Regions from separate parts of the Gossypium hirsutum genome. Here region 2 is linked to region 1. The links are chromatin contacts, called in public Hi-C maps. All regions are on one chromosome and are shown on one strand. The core of a region is the stretch at or near the end of the contact, and the rest is flanking DNA. Distances in the headings are between cores, read along the strand shown. Region 1 holds the start of LOC107901830. Region 2 has its middle 6.1 kb from the start of LOC121218560.

Region 1 (5,740 bases), core at 2,284-4,783:
TATTATTATAATAAGTATGATTTGATTATTTTAATTGTTTGTTTCGTCTTATCGTATAAAATCACCATTTACCTAAAGTATGTATATAGTATAATGTCAAGTTCAGTCATTAACGTTTACAATTTTTATTAATTTAAATCTTATTCTTTTTTTAAGCTAAATTTGGCTGTTAACCTTTTAAAAAAAAGTCAAATTATTTTTTTAATGTAAACCTTAACTAAAACATTAATTTTTTAATTATAGTGGCGTGACAGTTCACGTGTTAATCTACATGCACTCTATGCTGACATGACACTATGATCTCTCATATCACAAAAAGTAATAAGAATGAGATATGAAAAGGTGTCCTTACTCAAAACCCCGATTATGAAATCCCCTCTCTCCCCCCTTCATATATTGGGACGCACTGTTCTTATAGAGATGCATTTTCACATCTTCTTAACCCAAAATGGTTGGTAAGAGGAAAAATTCCTTTTTTTTAGGGTACTCCGAGGAACAAGTCCATTGGAGACGAGGTGGACTTGTAGTTCAAAGGATTAGAGCACATGGTTACAAACCATGGTGTCGAGGGTTGAAATCCCTCCTTGCCCAAAAGGGAAGGACCTTTCCATTTGGTAGGGGTAGAAAAATCATGATCGGGATGGCGGACCCAAAGCTATGGAACTTGAGCATGGGTCTTTTGCCAAAATGGAATGGCCTTTTATTTATTATTTATCATATATTTTTACTTTTCTATTTTATATATAGCATTACCTGCCAAAACAAAATAACATAAGCATTTTTTTTTTGTTTTATGTCTTATAAGTCTTCCTCAACAAGGCTTGGGCAAAATAGCAGAGCAAGTACAAATATTAGTACCATAGAAAAATGTGCTCCTCGTCATTAAATTAATGTGTTCTCTCACGATAATTGTAGCCTATCAGGAGAATCGATGACTGCATCTTTGAGGCATGAGTTCTAGTTTCATAAGTGTTTCTTTGTAGGAACATCAATGAATCAGATCAATTATTCTTCATGCTTTGTGAGCAAACATACATATATGTTGGCCTAAAGTGTATACGCATTGTTGACAACTAATTTAAAATTATAAAAATATTCAAAAAATTTTAAAAATTCAAAAAAAATTAAATAAATTAGGATGGACTATATGTTAGTTGTCGTGCGCGATACCATGTTTAAAATTTTAACATTTTATTCAATATTTTCATTTAAAACAATTCATTGGACTCTTTTTAAAAGGTTGAGGGTCAAATTTAGCTAAAAAAAAAGAATAAAAATTGATTTGACAAAAAAATGTAAACATTAAAGGCTAAATTTTACATTATGCCTATAACTATTAAATCTTAAAAGAGATAACATAATTTTTGCCGCCTGAACTCGGCAACTAGGTCCATTTTGATACCTGTACCTTTTTTTATCCATTTTGGTAGCTAAACTTGACAACTAGATTCATTTTTGTCCTTGAACTTGAAAAATATAAAAGTTTGATGATATGGCCCTCTGAGATCGTGCCACATCATCACTTGAAAATTAAAAAATATATATATATAAAATTTCAGGTGATGTGGTACAATATTAGAGTGTAACGTACAATGTCCTAATAGCTAGACTAGTGGTTGAACTAGTCAGACCATTGGTTCCTGGTTCAATTGATTGGATCGGGTTTACAACTATACCAATAATAATTAAATAAATATTCATAATTCATAAAATTTTAAAAAATAAAAAAATTATTAAATCGGATTAACCTTTTCAACTATTGGTTTTTGTCTTTATTTTTTTATCGATTTCAAGCAGTTTTCAATTCAATCAGCTCAACCCCTTTGTTTGGACTAGTGTATGGTCGATCTTCAATCCAATCAGTCTGACCAATCAATCTAGTCATGTTCCAAAAACACTGATCATATCATCAAATCTTAACGAAATCCAAGTTCAGGGACCAAAATGATTCTAGTTGCAAATTTAGGTATCAAAGTGAACCAAAAATAAAAATATCAAAGTGTATGTAATTGCCAAGTTCCAAAAATTATATTATTCAAATTTAAAAGTGTAAAAATGTAATAATGAATTATATAAAATAAAAAAAAAACCTAAATTCTTTCACTTTCTTCCTTACCCATATTTCTCAAAACTAAAAATCAAAATGAGAATTTTAGAAAATTTTGTTTTGAAGAATTATGCTTGAATATTTTATTGTTTTTTTTAAATTGAAGATATTATAAATAACTAGCAAAAATTAAATTGAGGTGAGACGAGGTTGGGAATGGACGTTTCCAACATTAATGGAATTGGTAGTAAATTTTAAGATTATACATCCATAATGAAACAAAATAGATGACAATATAGAGCATGCAAACGATGGAGCAATAGTGGGTTTACCAACATCCATCCCAATCCGCTCCATTGTCATACCTAACTAAAAACTCGTTAGGTTGCTAATGTAATAACATAAGAATAAAACATGTTTCTTACTTATGTATTACAATAGTTATAAATAAAACAAATAATAATTAGTAGACATTTAAACTTGATATAAGAAAGATAAGTAAAAACTCTTGTAAAAAATATAAGAGAAAAATTTTCCTCCTCTTTACTAAAAATAAGTCATGAGAATGGTTAAATATTATCAATTTAATTAATTTATTACTAATTTATATATTAAAACATGCATGAAAATAATACTCTAACCAAAAGTAATATTAATACAAAGATAATGTTTCAAATATAAATCCTTTTAGTTACTTCAGATACAAAGCTAAAAGGGTACCATTGTTGATAAGCATTATTGTTAAAGAGCTGGTCGTAACAGGGGCGGAGCTAAAGGGGGCTTGGCAGGGGCCCGACCCTCCCTAAAATGGAAAGTTTCACCTTTAGTCCTTTTATAATTTAAAAAATTTTAACTTGGTATATGATAAAATTACATTTTAATCCTCAATAATGAAAAAATTAATTTAATTATTTAAAAATAATAAAATTATAACCCATTAAAATGATAAAATTTTACTTTTATTATTATAAAAATATACAATTTTATTTTAACTCCTACAAAAAAAAATTTTAACTTCACCCCTAAATCATAACTCAACTCAAAATGTAGTTGGGATACAATGTATTTTACTAAGTTTTGCATGCCAATCATCTCATGCCAATATAATATAAAGCCTAGAAATGAGGATGGGTCCACGAAAGAGAGCATAAATCCGGGACCGGAGATTAAAATCTATAATTAATACCATGGATGTGTCAGCCACAACAGCTCGAATATCAAATAACAAAATAACGTAGTTGGGGAGGATGAAACATCTTTTTCCTACCAAAACGAGGTTGTTGTACGGATGCTTCTACGTCCAATCAAAGTTAAGTTCCTTGGCGGTGATAATTTAAAAAATTTGCCATATGAAGACAATATTTGTCGTGACTTGTGATAAGAAAAACACTGTGTCGGATGGATATGATTGGTGGTCGAGAGTGCATGGAGTCAAAGTCTTTCGCTCTAGCTCTATTTAAGACGCAATTTGGCCGCCTAGGTTGATATAGAAGTGTAAGGACACCCATCTCTTGATTTTTCTCTCTTTGTCTGTTTCACTTGGCTCTATCATCCACAGCTATGGCAGAGGTGTGGCATTATTTCACCATTTATATATTTTCTCTTATATTACTATGTCATATGTGCTGTCGGTTATTTACGGTTTAGCTAGTCTGATATGTATATATAATTATATATTTATGTGTTCACTTCATTAACGCTACATTTTTATGCTTCCAAAATAACGAAAGGTTTTATGATTTGGGGTGAGTTTGATGAAAAATATGATTAAATGTGGTTAGTATAAAAATAATAATGATAGTTAAATTAAATATTATAATAATATTATAATGTGCGATAGAAAATAAATTAAACATATTACACCTTTAATTTTTATATTCTTCGCAAATACTTGGTATCATATATATATTGTTTCAATCCTTACATTTTATTATTTATTGTATATTATTGTTAAATACACACATATTCAAAATATGTGATTTTCACACGTATATATCTGTGTAAAATTTATAGTTTATAATTTAAGTGTATGACTGAGTTGATGCCAGCTCAACAACAACTCAGTCAAGAAAATTATTAAAATAATCTTATATATTTTAAATAAACTATATTATTACGAGGATATTTTTGTCTTCTTCTTATTTAAAAAAACCAATAAAAATGTTGAAACTGTTAAGATTTAAACTCAAGCTACCAACATCGATATTTTTTTTATCACATTGATCAAAGCTTTAATTTTAATATTTTTATACATTTTAATTTTATTATACAAATTTTTTCAACCACATGTTTGTAAATATTGATAATGTCATTGATTGAGTAAATTAGTGTCATGACCAACTCAAGAAAAATGAAAATATCATAATAAATATTTAGATTGCATTTAATATTCTCATTTAATATCATGCACATATTCGTGTCATACATGTAATATATATATGTATGTATGTGCGTGTACATATGTTTGCTTAAGCGGAAGAAATCGTGAATCATGAGCCGCAGACTTCAATCCCCCTAATATAACAGCGGACGACATCCAAGTCCTCAACAGTGCATTTCAATTAATATTCTCTTTCTATATATATATATATACAAATGAGAATCCATCCTAACTATTCCTGAAAAAATGTGAATACTTGTTCAATAGGTCACAATTTAAATTATTTAAATTTTTAATTAAGTTATTTTTACGAATTAACCGAATACTAACTCAATTAGAAAAATTATGAAATTTTTTTTTCGTAATTAAAATAAATAATTTATTTGAGGATATTTTATTCTTTAACTCATGCCATTTATCTCTCAAACAAAATTTTAAGTTGAAATATTTTGTGCATTTTTATTTTATTATGCATATTTTATTACCTGAGAAATGATTGTATGCAACTGTGATTCCACGTCATTTATATCCTTTTCTAATAGGAGAATGACAAATCAGATTTTTTCTCCTGATTTTCAACCTTTTTCTCTTAAAAAAATTAAATTCAACTAAAAATGCTAAAAATCAAGAGGAAAAAAATATGATTTGTCATTCTCCTATTGAAAAGGGATAAGGGTGAAGTGGAATCACAGTTTCATATAATCCAATTCTCTTATTATCTATATCAATTGTATATCTAAACTATTATTCTTTATTTATTTTAATATAATATTTACAATTTGATATATTTATGTGTTTAAATTTCGTTTTACTCACAATCTAATCTTAATTTTTCATTTTAATATAAAAAATTTCATGTGTTATTATTAGTTAATTGTAAATAATACATTTGATTATTTATTGTATGTTATTTTTAAATACACTTTTCTAATTTAAATATATGATATCTGTGTGATAAATTTATAGTAGTGTGATAATATATATGTGTATATATATATATATATGCTTTTTTTTCTTTTCTTACCTATCACATTGATTGATAAGAGCACTGTTGTAGGGCACAACAATGGTGTTGAAAGTTGACCTTCAGTGCTACCGTTGCTATCGGAAGGTCAAGAAAGTGCTCTGCAAATATCCGGGCAAGTTTGATCGATCTTTTCTTTTCTCATTATAATTTGTGCCTAAACTATATGCATGAACAAACATATAACATAAATGAAAACCGATTAAATGTGATGTAATGGTGTTGAACAGAAATAAGAGACCAGAAATACGATGAGAAGGCAAATACGGTGACCATCACTGTGGTCTCC
Region 2 (5,551 bases), core at 1,062-3,561, 43 kb before region 1:
GAAACAAAGAGAATCGACCAAGTAAAAGACTTTATTAGAATAGTCTCTACCCCACTTATTTGATCATAAAATCACATGTGTTATATTTTGAATTACACTTTAGTATCTTCACTAAAAAAAATGAGCAAATTAGGCTATGTACGTTAGATAAGTGGGCAAAATAGCCACACCGTTAAAATTGCATTTTAAATATTTATTTTGGTATTTATATATAAGGCATAATAACAAATGTAGCTCTTAACCCTACACATTTATTCAATTTGATCACTATTATGATATTTTATTTGAAGTAAATTATAAAATTTTGAAACTAATAAGGCTGAAGCGTCAAAAAGGCCTCAGTAACAAATAAAAAAAATCAATTAAGCTCTTTTAAATTTTAAAAAATTTTAAAAAATCATAAAATTATAAACAAAATTTATAAAAAAAATATTTCAAAAAAAATTAAAATTTGGGATTATAAAAATTTTTGATCTACTGTTTATAAGATTTTCGAAATCTAATCCCAATTTTTCTTTAAAAATTCAATTTTACTGGGATAGTATTGTTATTTTTAATAAAAAAAATTTAAATTTTTTATAATTCTTTTCTATAAATTTTATGAATTTTTAATAAATTTTAAATTTTAAAAAAGTTTAATTGATTTTTAAAATTTTTTTATTAAGTTCATTTTAACCCTTTAGTCTTATCAGTTTAAAGGTTTTCCAATAAAAGATCATAATAAAGAATAAATATATAGGATTAAGTGCTAAATTTATGATTATACGTTATACAATTTTAACCCTAGCTTAATTACTCATTCATCTAACCCAGAATTTCAGTAAATTTTAAAATACAATTCAATGTATATTTACCGTTGTGGGCGTTTCGTAGGTTTTTGTTTCCTTTCCCTTTAAGAGCATATTTGAAAATTGAAACTAATGATCAAACGAAGCAAAATTAATCTTACTCATATCTAAACTTATTTACTTGACATGTCAAGTATGGGTTTTTATTAGTATTGATTCGTATTGGTATATTATTTCGGATTTATTTATATTTTTAAAAACATTTTATATGTATATAAGAATAGGGAATGTCCCATTTACATCAGTGTAAAATACAATTAATATTTTAACAATCCAACTGTTGAATTTATTAATATATTTGTACTTGTCATGCTTGTAAAATTTTGAGTCGGTCTGATATTTTTATCATATCGATCTAAAATATTGTCTATATTAATATATATTTGAAAATTTAAAGCTCTTTTACATAAAACAAAAGGTTAGAGATTTTTTATTTACACCAATCTGAATGTAGCATGAAACATGACAGTTTGATTGTTAAAATATTAATTGTATAGAAAATTATAGAAATGTGTAAAATCATTTTAGTTTTACACCGACGTATGTGGATCCCCCCATAAAATATTTAAAAATATCAAATAATGAGACTAATTAAATCTCAAATAGAAAATATTCATACAAAAATAAATCTGGTAAATAAAATATTTAAAAATGTTGGTGGCATAAATTCAACTCTCACTATAAATAAAATTTACAATACCGAAAAATATATATATATAATACTCATAAATTATATAAAATTTATTTTATAAGCTTCATATAATATATCTATCATTAAACAAACTCAAAATAGACAAACAAAACGTATATGGAATAGTATTTGATACACCACCAATAGAGTTTTTAGACTCCACAAGTAGAGTCAAAGGGTTGACACAATGGCGAAGCCAGAAATTTTTTGTTGGGGTGTCGAAATTAAATTGTATATTTTTACGACAGTAACAATTTAATTTCACAATTTTAATAGTGTATATCTTTATAATTTTTAAAAGATTACAAATTTTTATTATTTTTAGGGGGGCCAAAGTGTAATTTTATCATTATTAATTTAAAATTTTATAAATTATAAATAGCCTAAATGAAAAATTTTCTATTTTAGGAGAGTCAGGGCCCCTACCAATCTCCCTTGACTCCGCTATTGGATAGAGATAATGGCATAGTAAAATACTAAAAAAATAAATATTTAAAAAAGAGAAACACATAGCAAATTTTTAAGACTACTTATAAAATAAAAAATATATATATTATCAATATATCAAATACTAATCCAAAATTTTATTCATAAATTAAACAGTAATGTCATCCCATACTATACATATAGTAATTTGTAATTTAATAAATTCAAAATAAATAAATAAAAAGTGAATTTAAATTTAAAACATATTTTTGGTCACCTTGTCTTGTGATCCATGAACCAAAAGTTAAGAAACTGGAGGTCCCCACTTCCAAATTCTACTCATCGACAATGACGTAACCACACTGCTTTTAGCTATCGTGTGCTAGACTCAATTTAGGCCTGTCCTAATGGATCCGTGGTCCACTACTCTAATACCCCATTCCTATACTGGTTCCTTGTATATTGACCACAGCCCAACTGGGGTGCTATTTTGTTACAGCCTTTCATTGAGGATAGTATATTATGGGTGATTGATTACTAGACTTGTCCCTCCAAATGTGTATTCGAAATTTAAATAAAAATATTAGGTCCGAAATATAGATTTAGGTAAAAAATAGGTCCGTTTAAAATATGAATTAAGCATGAGTCTAGTCCGATTTTCTAATTTTTTAATATTATATTTTGTTATTTTATATATTTTATAATTTATAGTAATATATAATAGTATAATGTAAGCATAAAAAATATTAAGTTAATTATATATTAAAATTTAATAAATTAAAATATATAATTATTAAAATTTAAATTAAAAATATATTTTTTAAAAATTAAAAATATAAAATGAGTTTGGTTTAACCATTTATAAATATGAAACATATTTTGATAAAATTTTAAACCCATATTTTGAGCCGAGTAAAGCTGAGCTTAAACAAATATAAAATATATTAATACCATATTTAAACTTGATCCGATCCGACTCAAGAAACCTCTAATCTACAATGTGCACAATTAGTGTTTGCTCTAAACTCCAAACACCAACAATTAATGCCTTTTAAAACCACTCTGATTACTCCATAATCTCTATGAATGTGTGTATTTATATTCTTGGAGATATTACTAGCGAGATAGGGCATCACGGTCGAGTGGCTCATATATATATATATATATATACAGGTCTGGTCTTGGGATTGTTTGAGAGTGCAATCATCTAGGGTCCAATGTTGGAAGGGGTTCAAAATTATTTTTTCAACTTTTAATGTGAAAAAAAGATTCAGACTAAAATAAATTAATTAAATACTTAAGGTGTTCAATTTTTCATTATAAATGCTTCATTTCTTAGGGCCTCAAAAACATTTCACCTTTTATTATATTACATTATATATATTTATTATTTCGTCTAAGGCCCAAAAAATATCAAGAATGAACATGTATGTATGCCTTCTCAAATGGTACAATATTACTTTGAATTTATGAGTAGGATTATCCCTCCTTTGCAATCAGAAAATGTAACAACAAGCAAACAACATAAATAATACACAAATAATCTTTTTATTGAGCTAAAATATATTGTTCATCTGTTCAAATATCAAAATTTACGTTGAAAAAACAAAAGAAGAAAGAGGGTTATTAAAAGAACCAAAATTGACATTTTATTCTTTGTTAAGATGGTTGTGTAATTTGTTTTTGTATAAAATTAAATTATTAAAATATCACTTAATTAAGTTTTTTTATCAACCAATTATTAATTTTTTAATTTAGTAACTAAACTTTTCAAAATTAAATATTTTAATTTAGTTGTTATTAGATGAGTTACGAAAAGTTGACGTGAGCATTTTTTTCTTAGTCTAATAACAAATTTAGCCCCCTAATATTTACAGTTTCTATTATTCTGATTCTAAATATAAAAAATTCAACATATTTAGCCCTCATCATTTATAAAGCTTGTCATTTTAGTTCGAATTTTAAAAAACTCAATAAATTTAGTGACATTTACAAAATTTGTCAATTTTGTTCTCTAATTTTAAAAATTTAAAAAATATATATATTTAAAAAAAAATCATTTTTAGCCATTTAGATCTCCTTTTAATTTTTCTGCACTTACTTAGAACCTTTGAAGCCAACCAACAGAAACCAAATATAACACTTTTTTTTTTCTTTTTTTCTTTTCCCTAATTCCACTGCAGATAAGCCCTAGTTAGTTGGGGAATGCAATGTTGTTTGAAGTGGATTGAATCGATTGATTGAACCGAGAATCGGTTGAGGTATTGATCTAGAAAAAGACTTTGAATTGATTGAATAACAAATTGATACAGATCAATTGAACTAGCTAAAAACCTAGTTAAATTGTTTGTTTTTTTAATTTTTAAATTTTTTATCAAATCTGCTGAATCAATTCGACTAGTAAATCAATAATCTGATCAATTCAACCACAAGTTCAATTCTAAAAACATTATAAGAATACAATCTATGGTGGCAACACTGCCTTGACCTCAATTATGTTACTTAACATATAGTAATTAAAAATTAAAAAAAAATGAAAGAGAAGAGAAAGTTTCAAAGAATAATCACAAAATGAACTAAATTGTAAATGAAATTTCACTACATAAGAAAAATTAGCAGAAATGACTTGAATCTGATGAGAATTTTAAGGGAACAAAACAAATCAAGAGTGAGATAAAAAAAAAAAAGAAAACTAAAATTGATGAAATGACCTCAACTCAGAAACGAAAATATATGAATGAATACGTTCTTCAGTGACATGCTTCCTGCTTTGATTTTCATTTTCATTTTAGCTTACCTAAAAATTTCAAAGGGTGGGCTAAAGGATTAAAAATGAATTTTTATTTAAAAAAATGTTTTTATTTTTATTTTTAGAATTAGACATAAATTGAGAAAGTTTATAAATGCTGCAAGTTAAATTTATTAAATTTTTTTATATTTGAACTAAAATGACAAATTTTGTAAACATTAAGTGTTAATTTTGTTGAATTTTTTTTATATATTTAGGATTAAATTGATAGAACATGTAAACACCAAGGACTAAATTTGTTATTAGACCAATAAAAAAACTTACGTCAACTTTCCATCACTCATCTAACGCAACTAACAGGAGAGAAACTAAAATATTTAATTTCAGAAAGTTTAATAACTAAATCTAAATATATAATAATTGAGTGACCAAAATAGAATCGAAGGCATAGTTCAACGACTACTTTTATAGTTTATCCTAATAAAAATTAGAGTAATGCCATTTTTTTTATATAATAAAGTGAAATTTTGTTTCCACTAAATTAGATAAAGAATTGTATAAAACTAGGATACTATGTCATTTGTATCATTTTTTAATAATTTAATGCTATTTCAACATTTTTATCCTAAATCTCAGCACATCATATTAAATTTTATTTTTTTTCAAAGTGAAAATATTAAAATGACATTAAATTATTAAAAAGAAATACAAATGATCTAATATCTCAATTTCATATAATTTTTCCGGGGATTAAATTTCTATGACAGAATGAAAGTTAGGTTGTTGAAATAAAAAATTTCCTTTTATCTATTTCTTCATCCAGTTTTTATTTTCTCT

Evidence for each region. Hi-C and Micro-C count contacts between places; a contact is called where the count stands out from the background.
Region 2: a contact with region 1 is called in a Hi-C map of leaf, with 2.0 times the contacts expected there. The contact joins the enhancer-like site here to the promoter of LOC107901830 in region 1. A contact is called at or near these places in 5 of 34 Hi-C or Micro-C datasets (cotyledon, fibers and leaf).

The regions. Positions count from the first base shown.
Region 1 is chrD06:58,410,304-58,416,043 of Gossypium_hirsutum_v2.1, reverse strand. It overlaps LOC107901830, which reads left to right and starts at 3,533. Exons shown (of 3, transcript XM_016827987.1): 1 at 3,533-3,616; 2 at 5,485-5,566; 3 at 5,682-5,740. The coding sequence starts at 3,608.
Region 2 is chrD06:58,452,766-58,458,316 of Gossypium_hirsutum_v2.1, reverse strand. No RefSeq gene overlaps it. Among protein-coding and RNA genes, the nearest start is that of LOC121218560, 6.1 kb to the left of the region's middle. Within about 2 kb of position 2,311, at least 3 of the 9 cell types and tissues checked have an H3K27ac peak or open chromatin away from gene starts, as enhancers often do. A contact at or near this core is called in leaf, where this site is marked.